Linked DNA regions of Zea mays: all the other regions are linked to region 3. The links are chromatin contacts, called in public Hi-C maps. All regions are on one chromosome and are shown on one strand. The core of a region is the stretch at or near the end of the contact, and the rest is flanking DNA. Distances in the headings are between cores, read along the strand shown.

The links. Hi-C and Micro-C count contacts between places; a contact is called where the count stands out from the background.
Region 1: a contact with region 3 is called in a Hi-C map of leaf, with 8 times the contacts expected there. The contact joins the promoter of LOC542378 here to the promoter of LOC100279753 in region 3. A contact is called at or near these places in 4 of 25 Hi-C or Micro-C datasets (ear, leaf and tassel).
Region 2: a Hi-C map of tassel shows a contact between it and region 3, with 3 times the contacts expected there. The contact joins the promoter of LOC100285951 here to the promoter of LOC100279753 in region 3. A contact is called at or near these places in 4 of 25 Hi-C or Micro-C datasets (bundle sheath, ear, leaf and 1 more).

The regions. Positions count from the first base shown.
Region 1 is chr6:144,528,067-144,532,048 of Zm-B73-REFERENCE-NAM-5.0, forward strand. LOC542378 (protein kinase 1) reads left to right here and starts at 2,429. Exons shown (of 1, transcript NM_001111954.2): 1 at 2,429-3,982. The coding sequence starts at 2,435.
Region 2 is chr6:144,182,184-144,186,121 of Zm-B73-REFERENCE-NAM-5.0, forward strand. LOC100285951 reads left to right here and starts at 2,233. Exons shown (of 8, transcript NM_001413922.1): 1 at 2,233-2,506; 2 at 2,623-2,968.
Region 3 is chr6:144,367,517-144,371,414 of Zm-B73-REFERENCE-NAM-5.0, forward strand. It overlaps LOC100279753, which reads left to right and starts at 1,737. Exons shown (of 18, transcript NM_001360993.1): 1 at 1,737-1,949; 2 at 2,065-2,217; 3 at 2,632-2,772; 4 at 2,980-3,142; 5 at 3,224-3,417; 6 at 3,500-3,692; 7 at 3,849-3,898. The coding sequence starts at 1,873.

The DNA.
Region 1 (3,982 bases), core at 1,179-3,678, 160 kb after region 3:
TCTAGTCATATTTATGTTGTCTTTTTTTGAGGTCCCCAAGGGTGTCCTTGAAAAAATAGACTACTATCGATCTAGATTTTTTTGGCAAGGGGAAGGACATAGGAAAAAATACAGGATAGCTAAATGGGATATCATTTGCCAACCTAAAGAACAAGGTGGGTTAGGAATTAAAAACATTGAGATCCAAAATAAGTGCCTGCTTAGCAAATGGCTTTTTAAGTTGTTTAATGAAGACGGACTCTAGCAAAGTCTTTTGACGAAGAAATATCTAAGAAATAAGACCATATCTCAAGTGTCCAGGAAGCCAGGTGACTCTCATTTCTGGTCGGGACTTATGAAGGTAAAGGATACCTTTCTAGGTCTTGGGTCTTTTATTCTCAAAGAGGGAAAACAAATTAGATTCTGGGAACATGTTTGGATAGGGAATCAACCCTTTAAAGTCCAATACCCTTCTCTTTATAATTTAGTATGCAAACAGAGTGATACGGTGGCTAATGTTTTTGAAACTATACCATTAAATATTTCTTTCCGAAGAGCATTAGTAGGACACAATCTTGTTTCATGGCATTCTTTGGTTTCCTGTTTAGTTAACATCCAGCTAACTAATGAGAAAGATGTACTCAAATGGAACTTGACTAGTTCGGACTTGTTCTCTGTAAAATCCATGTATGGTGCCCTTCTAAACAATCCACAAGTTTTTTACAATAAAGCTTTGTGGAAGTTAAAGGTTCCTTTGAAAATTAAGATCTTCATGTGGTATCTTATAAAAGGGGTGGTACTAACTAAGGACAACTTAGCAAAGCGAAACTGGCATGGTAAGAAGAAATGTGTTTTCTGTACAGCCAATGAGAGTATACAACACTTATTTATCGATTGCCATTTCACAAAGTTTGTTTGGAGGTTGGTACAGTGGTGCTTTGGGTTATCTAAACCAAGATCTGTGAGAAATATTTTTGGTGCCTGGTTAACTGGGTCCCATTAAAAACTAAGAAATTAATTATTATAGGTGCTTCAGCAGCATGTTGGGCTATCTGGATAAGTAGAAATGATTTAGTTTTTAATAAAATCACTATGTTAACTTCTTTGCAGGTACTATTCCGGATGACACACTGGCTTAGGTGTTGGACGTTTTTACACAATGAGGAAGCTAAGAACAAGATAAATCAGGCGTGTCGCTGCTTTGAGACGGTGGCTATGCAGTTTTATTCCAAATATGGATGGAGTTTTTCTAATAGAATTCAGTTCTAATAAATTCTTGCTTCAGTCGTTTGTTATTGGTATGGTGACTTTGTTTCAGACGTGAGTCCTGTAAACACAAGTGTGGTGTTTTGTTTGGCCCTAACCTCGTTACGAGGGGAAAGCCGGAACTTGATTCTATTATTAAAAAAATATAAAGACCCGATCAGTCCTTAAAAATCGATAACACACCATTTTATCAAGTTTTAATCCATAGTAGCTTCTGTTTCTATAATATTTTGTCTCTGCCGACAGATAGTTTTAGGGGGTGTTTGGTTACACCCCGCTAAAATTTAGCCCCTGTCCCATCGAATGTTTGAACCTCCGTTCCGGGTATTAAATGTAGTCGGATTATAAAACTAATTTGTCAGCCGAAGATTAAAAGACGCGACGAATCTAGTCCAGTTGGTTGGGTCTATATTTCATACTCCTATTTACCTATTTAAAAGTCAAACGCTTAATATGACCCGGGCTAAACTTTAGCAGGAGCAACCAAACACCCCCTTAATCGGAAACGAGCATCCAGCAAAACGTCGACATCACCGCTTGAAATGAAAGCTGCCATGCTGACCTTATCCTCGACGCGTCTGACTCCGGAAGTGTGCGATGAAAACCATGGTCAATTCGTTTTAATGTTCAATCGTATTCGTACAGAAACATCATCTCTTAACGGTGAAGTGACAGGCCTACTCATTCCGTTCCATTATTAACTGTCGCAATAAAAAAAACGTATTTGTAAAACTTTCTTATATTTAACTAGATTTATAAAAAATACTAGCAACATTTATATCTTTAAATAAATTTATTATGTAAATAGATTCAATGGTCTAATAACATTATTTATGTATTATAAATTATAGTTTGTTTAACTTATCGGGAAACGGAAACGACAATTATATTTAGAGACAAAGAGAGGGAGTAGGTTTGAGCTTGTACTGTATCCTTTTCTTTTCAATGCACTGTCCAAGAAATGGACTTTTCTTGAGCTCTAGCAGTAGCAAAGATTGACTAGAATGGCTGCTGTATACTTCACCATCAATGCGCATAAAGGAAACTTAAACAACTTGAACTCCATAGCACTCTGAATTTGACCAGGTAATGGCGTTTCGCTATCAGGACTGAGACAGAAACTCGGCACACCACGGATACAAGTAGCTGCGCCTGCGCGTTCATCGACCAAAACCCCATCTCAGCAACGATGCCTCGTCCTCTTGCAGCTCTCCTCTCTACCGCTTGCATCCTCTCCTTCTTCATCGCTCTGTTTCCAAGAGCTGCATCATCCCGAGACATCCTACCACTGGGTTCCTCTCTCGTAGTCGAGTCCTACGAATCCAGCACCTTACAATCATCAGACGGGACATTCTCCTCTGGCTTCTACGAAGTCTACACCCATGCCTTCACATTCTCAGTATGGTACTCAAAGACGGAGGCGGCGGCGGCCAACAACAAGACCATCGTGTGGAGCGCAAACCCTGACCGCCCTGTCCATGCCAGGAGGTCGGCTCTAACCCTGCAAAAGGACGGCAACATGGTGCTCACCGACTACGACGGCGCAGCCGTGTGGCGAGCTGATGGCAACAACTTCACCGGCGTCCAGCGTGCTCGGCTCCTGGACACCGGGAACCTCGTCATCGAGGACTCAGGAGGTAACACTGTATGGCAGAGTTTCGATTCCCCAACGGACACTTTCCTGCCGACGCAGCTCATCACTGCTGCGACCAGATTAGTCCCCACAACCCAATCGCGTAGTCCTGGTAACTACATCTTCCGCTTCAGCGACCTCTCAGTGCTGTCGCTTATATACCACGTGCCTCAAGTCTCAGACATATACTGGCCAGACCCTGACCAGAACCTCTACCAGGATGGCCGGAACCAGTATAACAGTACGAGGTTAGGAATGCTTACTGATAGCGGGGTGCTTGCCTCGAGCGACTTCGCTGATGGTCAGGCGCTTGTGGCCTCCGACGTAGGGCCGGGCGTCAAGAGAAGGCTAACTCTTGACCCTGATGGCAATCTCCGTCTGTACAGCATGAACGATTCAGATGGGTCATGGTCAGTTTCAATGGTAGCAATGACCCAGCCTTGCAATATTCACGGTTTGTGTGGTCCTAATGGCATCTGCCACTACTCACCCACACCTACATGTTCGTGCCCACCAGGTTATGCGACGAGGAACCCGGGTAACTGGACTGAAGGCTGTATGGCTATTGTCAACACAACCTGTGACCGCTATGACAAGAGGTCTATGAGATTTGTGCGACTTCCCAATACGGATTTTTGGGGGTCGGATCAGCAACATCTTCTGTCGGTTTCTCTTCGAACTTGTAGGGATATCTGCATCAGTGACTGCACCTGTAAAGGCTTTCAGTATCAGGAAGGCACAGGATCATGCTATCCAAAAGCTTATCTTTTCAGTGGAAGAACCTACCCAACATCTGACGTGCGAACGATATATCTCAAGCTTCCAACAGGGGTCAGTGTTTCAAATGCCCTTATTCCACGTTCCGACGTGTTCGATTCCGTGCCCCGTCGTCTCGACTGCGATCGGATGAACAAAAGCATCAGAGAACCGTTTCCAGATGTGCACAAGACCGGCGGAGGAGAATCGAAATGGTTTTACTTCTATGGGTTCATAGCTGCATTTTTTGTCGTTGAAGTTTCCTTCATTTCGTTTGCGTGGTTCTTTGTTTTGAAGAGAGAACTCAGGCCATCTGAACTATGGGCGTCTGAGAAAGGTTACAAAGCA
Region 2 (3,938 bases), core at 983-3,482, 180 kb before region 3:
ATGGGCAAAAAGTTGTCTACGAAGCAGTGCACCGGACCCTAAACAGTGCCAGTCTGGTGCGCTACCGAGTCGTGAACAGTGTCATTGCAGGTGGCCGTTCTCCTCTTGACAGTCGACCGTTTGGGATGTCAGACGGTTCGGTGCCTCAACTTCAATAGTGTATGTTTTACATGCTCTCTATGAACTCAGTCCGAATAGCCACCAGACCCGCCCAGTGCGCCGACGACGAAATGACCAAGTCTAACCCCTGTTCTCGAACGGTTCGGTGTGCCACCGGACCGGTCTGGTGCCTCTAGCAACAGTGCAATTTTTCTTACTTTGTCCAAATCTTTTTGACTGGCTTTGAGGGTGTTCCTATGACTTAGAAAAACATATCTAGTGACAATCCAACTAGTCTAAGTCATGGTTCTTGGACTTTTTGTTCTCTCTAACTCAGAGTCCTATTTTTGCTCAAACTCAGAGTCCTGTTTTTGCTCAAACTAGCTAACCATCTTCTTTAGATGTGTAAACTAGGTTCCTAGGGATATTTAGAACTTATCCAAAGCATGGAACTACATATAGTTCATATTTTCTAGGTTTTATCCTTTTTGGTTGGTTTTGCATGTTTTTGACTTAGAACTGAATTGAATGGACTTATGCACATGTGAATCAAATACTAGGCAAACTAGTTAGTCCATAAGGTTGTAATGGTCATCAAGCACCAAAATCACTTAGAGAAAATGGTTAAGCCCATTTCCATTCTAGTCATTAGCTTATCAATGCATTAAGAAAACACACGATCTCATTAACCTCAGAAAAAGACAAGTATATGTGAACTCTCTACTATTATAAAGCACCCGTTTTCCTGGTTTCCATGGTTCATCCATCATAAGCATCGAACAACTATGCCATTCTGAAATCCTAGATCACACGACTAAGCTCTATCAAAAACACCCTATACATGTATAGTCTTAGCCTGTCAAGATTCGATATGCGGTAGCCCCTCCTCCCGGCTCCAGCCACAACCCATGGCGATGACGGTGCCGCAGATGGCAGTGACACCTACTGCCCACCATTTGCATGGCGCGAACGCGGCATCCCTGGCCCCCGCTGCACCTCGATTGTCTTGCCACCACTCGCTTCATGGTCACCACATGAGATCCCCTAGACCTACTCCACCTTGTGGCAAGGGAGCATGGCTCATCGTCGTAGATGAAGACGACAAGCGAGACCCACGCCTCTAGGCTATGACCTCCATCGATGTATAAAGCCGCCAACACCCACCTCCTCCTCAGATCCCTCTCCCCTACTCAGATCCCTCGCCACCGTCGTCTCCACTAGAGATGGCAATGGAGCTTCGATCCCCGATTCCCCGCGGGGATTCCTCCAATAGGGAATAAGGACGGGGAAGTTTTTCCCCCACGAGGATGTAAACGGGGAAAATTTTCTCGGGTAAATGTTTCCTCGTCTTCATCCCCGTTCCCCGTGGGGACCCGTTAAACCTGTACGTGATGATGTTTTCGTGTAATAGTTAACGATAAAATAAATGGTTACCATGTTAAGTGATCAATCATTTGACAAATGTGTTTACACATGATGATTTATTACATCTAACAATAAGTATAAGTAAAAATGTTTTGCATTAATAACAAATGGTGTATGTTCTAATTATAATTTAAACGGTCCGTCGGGATTTATCCCCGTGAGGAACGAGGATATGGTAGAAATGTCCCCTATAAGGGCTAATTTGGGAGCCACAAAATCGAAGAGAATTGGAGGGACTAAAATCCCCTCATTATTCAGTTTAAAATAAGGAGAGGATTTTAGCCCTTCAATCCCCTCCGGCATTTGGACTCCCAAACTAGCCCTAAGGACTAGTTTGGGAGTTCAGAAATCGGAGGAGCTTTTAGCCCCTTCTTATTCAAACCCCTTCTTATTTAAAATTGAATAAGAAGGGGATTCTAGCCCCTCCAATCCGCTCCGGTTTTGTGACTCCCAAACTAGCCTTAGGTCTTGTTCGTTTTTATCGGATTGCACCTGAAATCGTTGCAGCTAATCAAAGTTTATATAAATTAGAGAAGCACTTCGGTTAGGAATCGTTTCGACCCACCAATCCAGCACAAATGAACAAGGCCTTAAACGTTTATAAAGATTTTCACGAGAAAATTTTTATGTCGACGGCTATGGGAGCTATTCACAGAATGGGAATTTCCGGTTGCCATCCGTAACCTCCACCCACCTCGCGCTCTCGCTGTTCTGCAACACGTGGGTCAGTCGAAGCGGGCTCATCTGCACTGCTGGGTTGTCTAGGACACGACCCTACATCGCGGCTCGCGGGCGTCAGGGCGCAGATCAGCCATGCCTTCCATCGAGCAGTTCCAGCATTGGATGGCAACCAACGTGTGTGCTCTTGTCTTCGTTTATCCGTGCGTGGGTTCTTTCGTCTGGCTGGGGACTCCTGCACGCCGGCTCTCGTACGACCGCCGTTCTCCCGGACTTCGTCGGCTCCCACTTTTGGAACTTCTAGGTGATTCCATCCCTCCTTGCACTCGCTATGCGTGAGCTTGATGGCGCCTATGCGATTTACTTTCTTTGACGACTCTCAGTGGGGCGTGCCTGATCCTCTTATGGCTCCTCTTCCAGTCTATTGTCGCCTTCTAGCAGAGATTGGTGGAAGACGACGATGTCTCGCTAAAGGAGAGGAGTGGAGGAGGCGGGAGCAGCAAGAATGGCGTGCTCCACCAATCTCTGCTTCTCAGTGTCGATTCCTCCTCTCCCAGCCTCTTGTTCTTCTGACTCCTCCCCCTTCCGCACAATGGAGCGTGTGTCCTGCACTCTGTCCAGGTATGTTTCTTGTTGCCCTACCTCCATAGGCATTGGTGAAGCGGTTACGGTGATGGGGATGGGCAAGATCGTGCGGTGGTGCGCTGGGAAGTAGCACTTCCTCGCCAAGAGGAACACCAGGCGCAAGAAGAGGCTCTCCAATATGGTATTCTTCTATCCATCCACTATAGTGTCACTGAAATTTTGTTCAGTTGCTTAATTTGTCTCAGAGGTCATTTGTATAGCTATAAAATTCTCCGTTGGTCCGTCTCCGTGACATGTTGATGTGGAATGTTGATTTCAATAGCGCAATGTGCTCTCGTCTTTTTATTGCTTGATATTTTTATTGTGATAATGTTCATGGAAATTGGAAATGCAAAATGCAAGGCGAGAGTTTGCTTCGCGGATATGTTCTGCGGTGCTTCATTTGTTACTTTCTAGGCATCTCGGTGTACTCATGGACTATTCCTCAAATGTGTGTGGGCTAATATAGATGGCATGAAAAGCTTTTGGCTACAATTTCTTCTTTTATTTTCACTAGCTAGGTAGGAATATATGTTTGAAAATTAGCAACTTGTAGTGTTTGTTAGGTACTAAAGTAACTGGATTCCACTACTCAACACAGAAATGCATCTCATCCCATTCATCAAATCTTAGCCATGCTAAGCAACCTGACTCCCTGCTATCTAACTACCATATCATGTTTGCTATCACTATTTTTTAAAGCAAGAACCAGTGCATCAGTTGAAGTATACATAACAAATCAAATTTTAGGCGATCACATAGTATGAAATATCATGAGCAAGGATTATCATAGATAATCTTTCATGTAAAATGAAAACACTATAAAATTTACCCAAGGGTAAAAGTAGAATAAGTACTCATACAAACTCTAGCATAGATTATTCAATTCTTTTGTTTTTGTAATTAGCATGTCAAATAGCCATTTAAATTGGACAAATAAGACAAGATAAAGGATCAAGAAAGCAAAGTGCTATATCAGAATTAATGGTTGATGTTTTCACAAGTCGTGTTGACCAGCGCTACTTTTGTATTTGATATTGTGTAGAAAAAAGACATTGGTGTTAGCAATCTTCATGATGTATGACATTCAACAAAAAGGAAGAGGGCTACAA
Region 3 (3,898 bases), core at 487-2,986:
GCCCCCGGGTCGGGCGAGGCGGAGACCGTCAGCTGAGGCCAGGGCTGAGTCCAAGCCCTGGGGTCGGGCGGAGCGGTGTTCGTCGTCTTCCGGGGTTGATCCCAAATCCAAGCCCTGGGTCGGGCGGAGCGGAGTTCGCCGTCTTCCGGGGCTTAGCCCGAGTCCGAGCCCTAGGTCGGGCGGAGCGGAGTTCGCCGTCTTCCGGGGCTTAGCCCGAGTCCGAGCCCTGAGTCGGGCGGAGCGGAGTTCGCCGTCTTCCGGGGCTTAGCCCGAGTCCGAGCCCTGGGTCGGGCGGAGCGGAGTTCGCCGTCTTCCGGGGCTTAGCCCGAGTCCGAGCCCTGGGTCGGGCGGAGCGGAGTTCGCCGTCTTCAGGGGCTGAGCCCGAGTCCGAGCCCTGGGTCGGGCGAAGCGGAGCTTCCTATGGTGCCTGAGGCCGGGCCTGACTGCCTGTCAGCCTCACTCTGTCAAGTGGCACTGCAGTCGGTACGGCGCAGGCGACGCTGTCCTTCTGTCAGGCCGGTCAGTGGAGCGGCGAAGTGACTGCGGTCACTTCGGCTCTGTCGACTGAAGGGCACGCGTCAGGATAAAGGTGTCAGGCCACCTTTGCATTAAATGATCCTGCGATTTGGTCGGTTGGCGCGGCGATTTGGTCAGGGTTGCTTCTTGGCGAAGACAGGGCCTCGGGCGAGTCGGAAGTATGTTCGTCGCTGGAGGGGGACCTCGGGCGAGGCGGAGATCCTCCGAGGTCGGCTGCCCTTGCCCGAGGCTAGGCTCGGGCGAGGCGTGATCGAGTCCGTCGAATGGACCGATCCCTGACTTAATCGCACCCATCAGGCCTTTGCAGCTTTGTGCTGATGGGGGTTACCAGATGAGAATTAGGAGTCTTGAGGGTACCCCTAATTATGGTCCCCGACAAGAAGTGTTTCTCATGCAAGTAACAATCTTAAGGGCTGATTTTTTTACAATAAAATTAGAGTGGACCTATGAGAGAGAAAAATCCCTTGTTATTTATTTCTTTTTAATTTTCTGATCACTAAATCAGCCCTAAATATTTTTTACAAAATGAATGACCCTTCTGCAGTGGCGAGTGATGGGCCAAAATTATAAAAGCATGACCCATGAGTTTTATTACGTTTTATTCTTTTTGATTGGACATGACGACATATACATTGTCGCCTTTTCCCTTGCCCGCACACTGACCAATTTAAGAAAAAACTAATTCAAGAATTTAAACAAATGACGAGCAACAATTTGAAGTGCCTGATAAAGCAACTTCCATATACTAAGTACCAACATATCTTGTGTAAATTGCTGGAAGATAATATTAGATACAATGCTTGAAATAGTATTTATTGGAACTTCTTAAATGATGTGACCAAATTAAAATTACAAATGAATAATAGTTTTATTCAATATAATATTATTTTTACAAAAAAAATCTAAGTAATAGTTTCTACAGGAAGTGCACGGTTTTGAATGGGGATGGGGAATGTGTGTGTTTAGAGTTGGAAATCCAACCTCGATACCATGTGCTACTGCTACCTGTCCGTCAGCAACGTGTGACAAAATTACTTCGGCCCATTGGATCCCAGCCCATTTTATGATTTCACACCGCAGCCCACCGTACCTGCCCCATCAGCGTTCCTTCAGCCCATGAAATGAACGCCATCTCTCTTGCGCTCGGAGTCCCTTTGGCGCGAAGATCTGGCGCCAAGCCGCCGCCTCCTTCCCGTCAAGACCACTCCCCCGGCCCCACCCGCCGCCCCCTTCTTCTTCCCTAGAGGCCTAGACCTATTCCAGCCGAGAGTGACAATCTCCAGTCCAAAGCTCTATTGCAGACCTCGAATCTTCCACAAGGGGCATTCGTTAGTGATGGAGGCGTTCGGTGGGTTCTTCGTGGACGAGAAGGCAGTGCGAGTGGAGAACATCTTCCTTGAGTTCCTGAAGCGGTGAGTCAGCCCCCGCCGCCGCCGCCTATTCTGCAGCAGCCATTTTTATGTCTTCTTCTTCTAGGGTTCTGCCTGTTTGACTGAGGCGGTGGGTATGGTGTTCTTGGACCTGCAGATTCAAGGAGTCGGATGGCGCGGGGGAGCCGTTCTACGAGGCCGAGATGGAGGCTATGCGGTCGCGGGAGTCCACCACCATGTACGTAGACTTTGCGCACGTCATGCGCTTCAACGACGTCCTCCAGAAGGCCATCTCCGAGGAGTACCTCAGGTGAGACTAAAGTTCCTTTTACATTTTGGTTTGACATGATAGAAGCTGGTCTGTGAAAGTAAAGTGGACAGGTTTGGTACTCGAATTTGAGATTGAGACTGGTCCGAATTCTCATGTTTTGAATGGACACCAAGCGGGGGAAATGGGGGTGGGGCGATTTGGTTAACCTTTGGGGATTTCTGGATTAGATTTAATTCAATACAATCAACATATTTTGATTGGATTTGTGGAGACTGGACAAAAATGTAGTAGTTTGTTGTCGGTTTCTACTTTCTAGTAACCTGTTTATGTGTCCTTTTATTATATTATAATTTATTAGAAAATTAGAATTTTTGCTAAACTTTGAACATTCATTTGCGACCTTCTTAATTTGTCAAAGTAAGTTCTAACAACTGGCTCTTTTATTGTATTCAGGTTTGAACCATACTTATGGAATGCATGCAAGAGATTTGTGTTGGAACACCGGGCTGGCGAGAACCGTGCCCCAATCATCTCAGATGATAGCCCCAACAAAGATATCAACATTGCCTTCTATAACATCCCGATGCTTAAAAAGTAGAGCCTACTGCCCCAGTAGATCTTATATTTATTTTCTTTATTTCCTTTTCAATTTTAGTAGAAGAAAATGTTATTTGCTTGTGATTTAGCATGGTTCATGGATTCTGCAAAGCGATTGTCTTCAGCAATCCTTTGATAAATTCTATGAGAATGCTTAATTGCAAGATAGTCAATCAAATTTGACTGAAATTACTGTTATGGCAGACTGAGAGAGCTTGGGACAGCCGAAATCGGTAAGCTCACAGCAGTAATGGGTGTTGTCACACGGACAAGTGAAGTGCGGCCTGAACTATTGCAAGGCACCTTCAAATGCCTCGACTGCGGCAATGTTGTAAAGAATGTGGAGCAGCAGTTCAAGTACACTGAGGTATTTCGTCTGAACATGTACCCCATTATATTCTCACTAATGCATTGTGTCTAATGATGGCTTCTTGTATCTTGTTTACAGCCAATAATATGCGTTAATGCAACATGCCAGAACCGAACAAAATGGGCCCTTCTCCGCCAGGAAAGCAAATTCACAGATTGGCAGAGGGTCAGAATGCAGGAGACATCAAAAGAGATACCTGCTGGATCACTTCCTCGTTCCCTTGATGTCATTCTGCGGCATGAGATTGTTGAGAAGGCTAGAGCTGGGGACACGTGAGGAAGCTTCTTTTTTTTACTTTATTCCTCTCCTTGATTAACTTTGTTTGACTGAATGTTTTGTTTCTGGCATTTCCAGGGTTATATTTACTGGAACTGTTGTTGCAGTTCCTGATGTTATGGCACTAACTTCACCTGGCGAACGAGCAGAGTGTCGCAGGGAAGCTCCTCAGCGAAAAATGGGAGGTGTTCAAGAAGGTGTAAAGGGCTTGAAGTCCCTTGGAGTTAGGGATCTCTCTTATCGCCTCGCTTTTGTAGCAAATTCAGTGCAGGTATGAACTCTTTTTGAGCACAGAAGTTCCTCTCATTAGTGTCGTTTTAACATGTTCTTAACATAGCAATATGTTTTACTTTAAATGTTTCTTCTAAAGATATGGAGGCGCCGAGGCCCCTACAGTGAGCAAACGTTTTACCTTAAATGTTATTAGGTCGCAGATGGCAGGAGGGAAGGGGACATCAGGGATCGGGACACAGATGG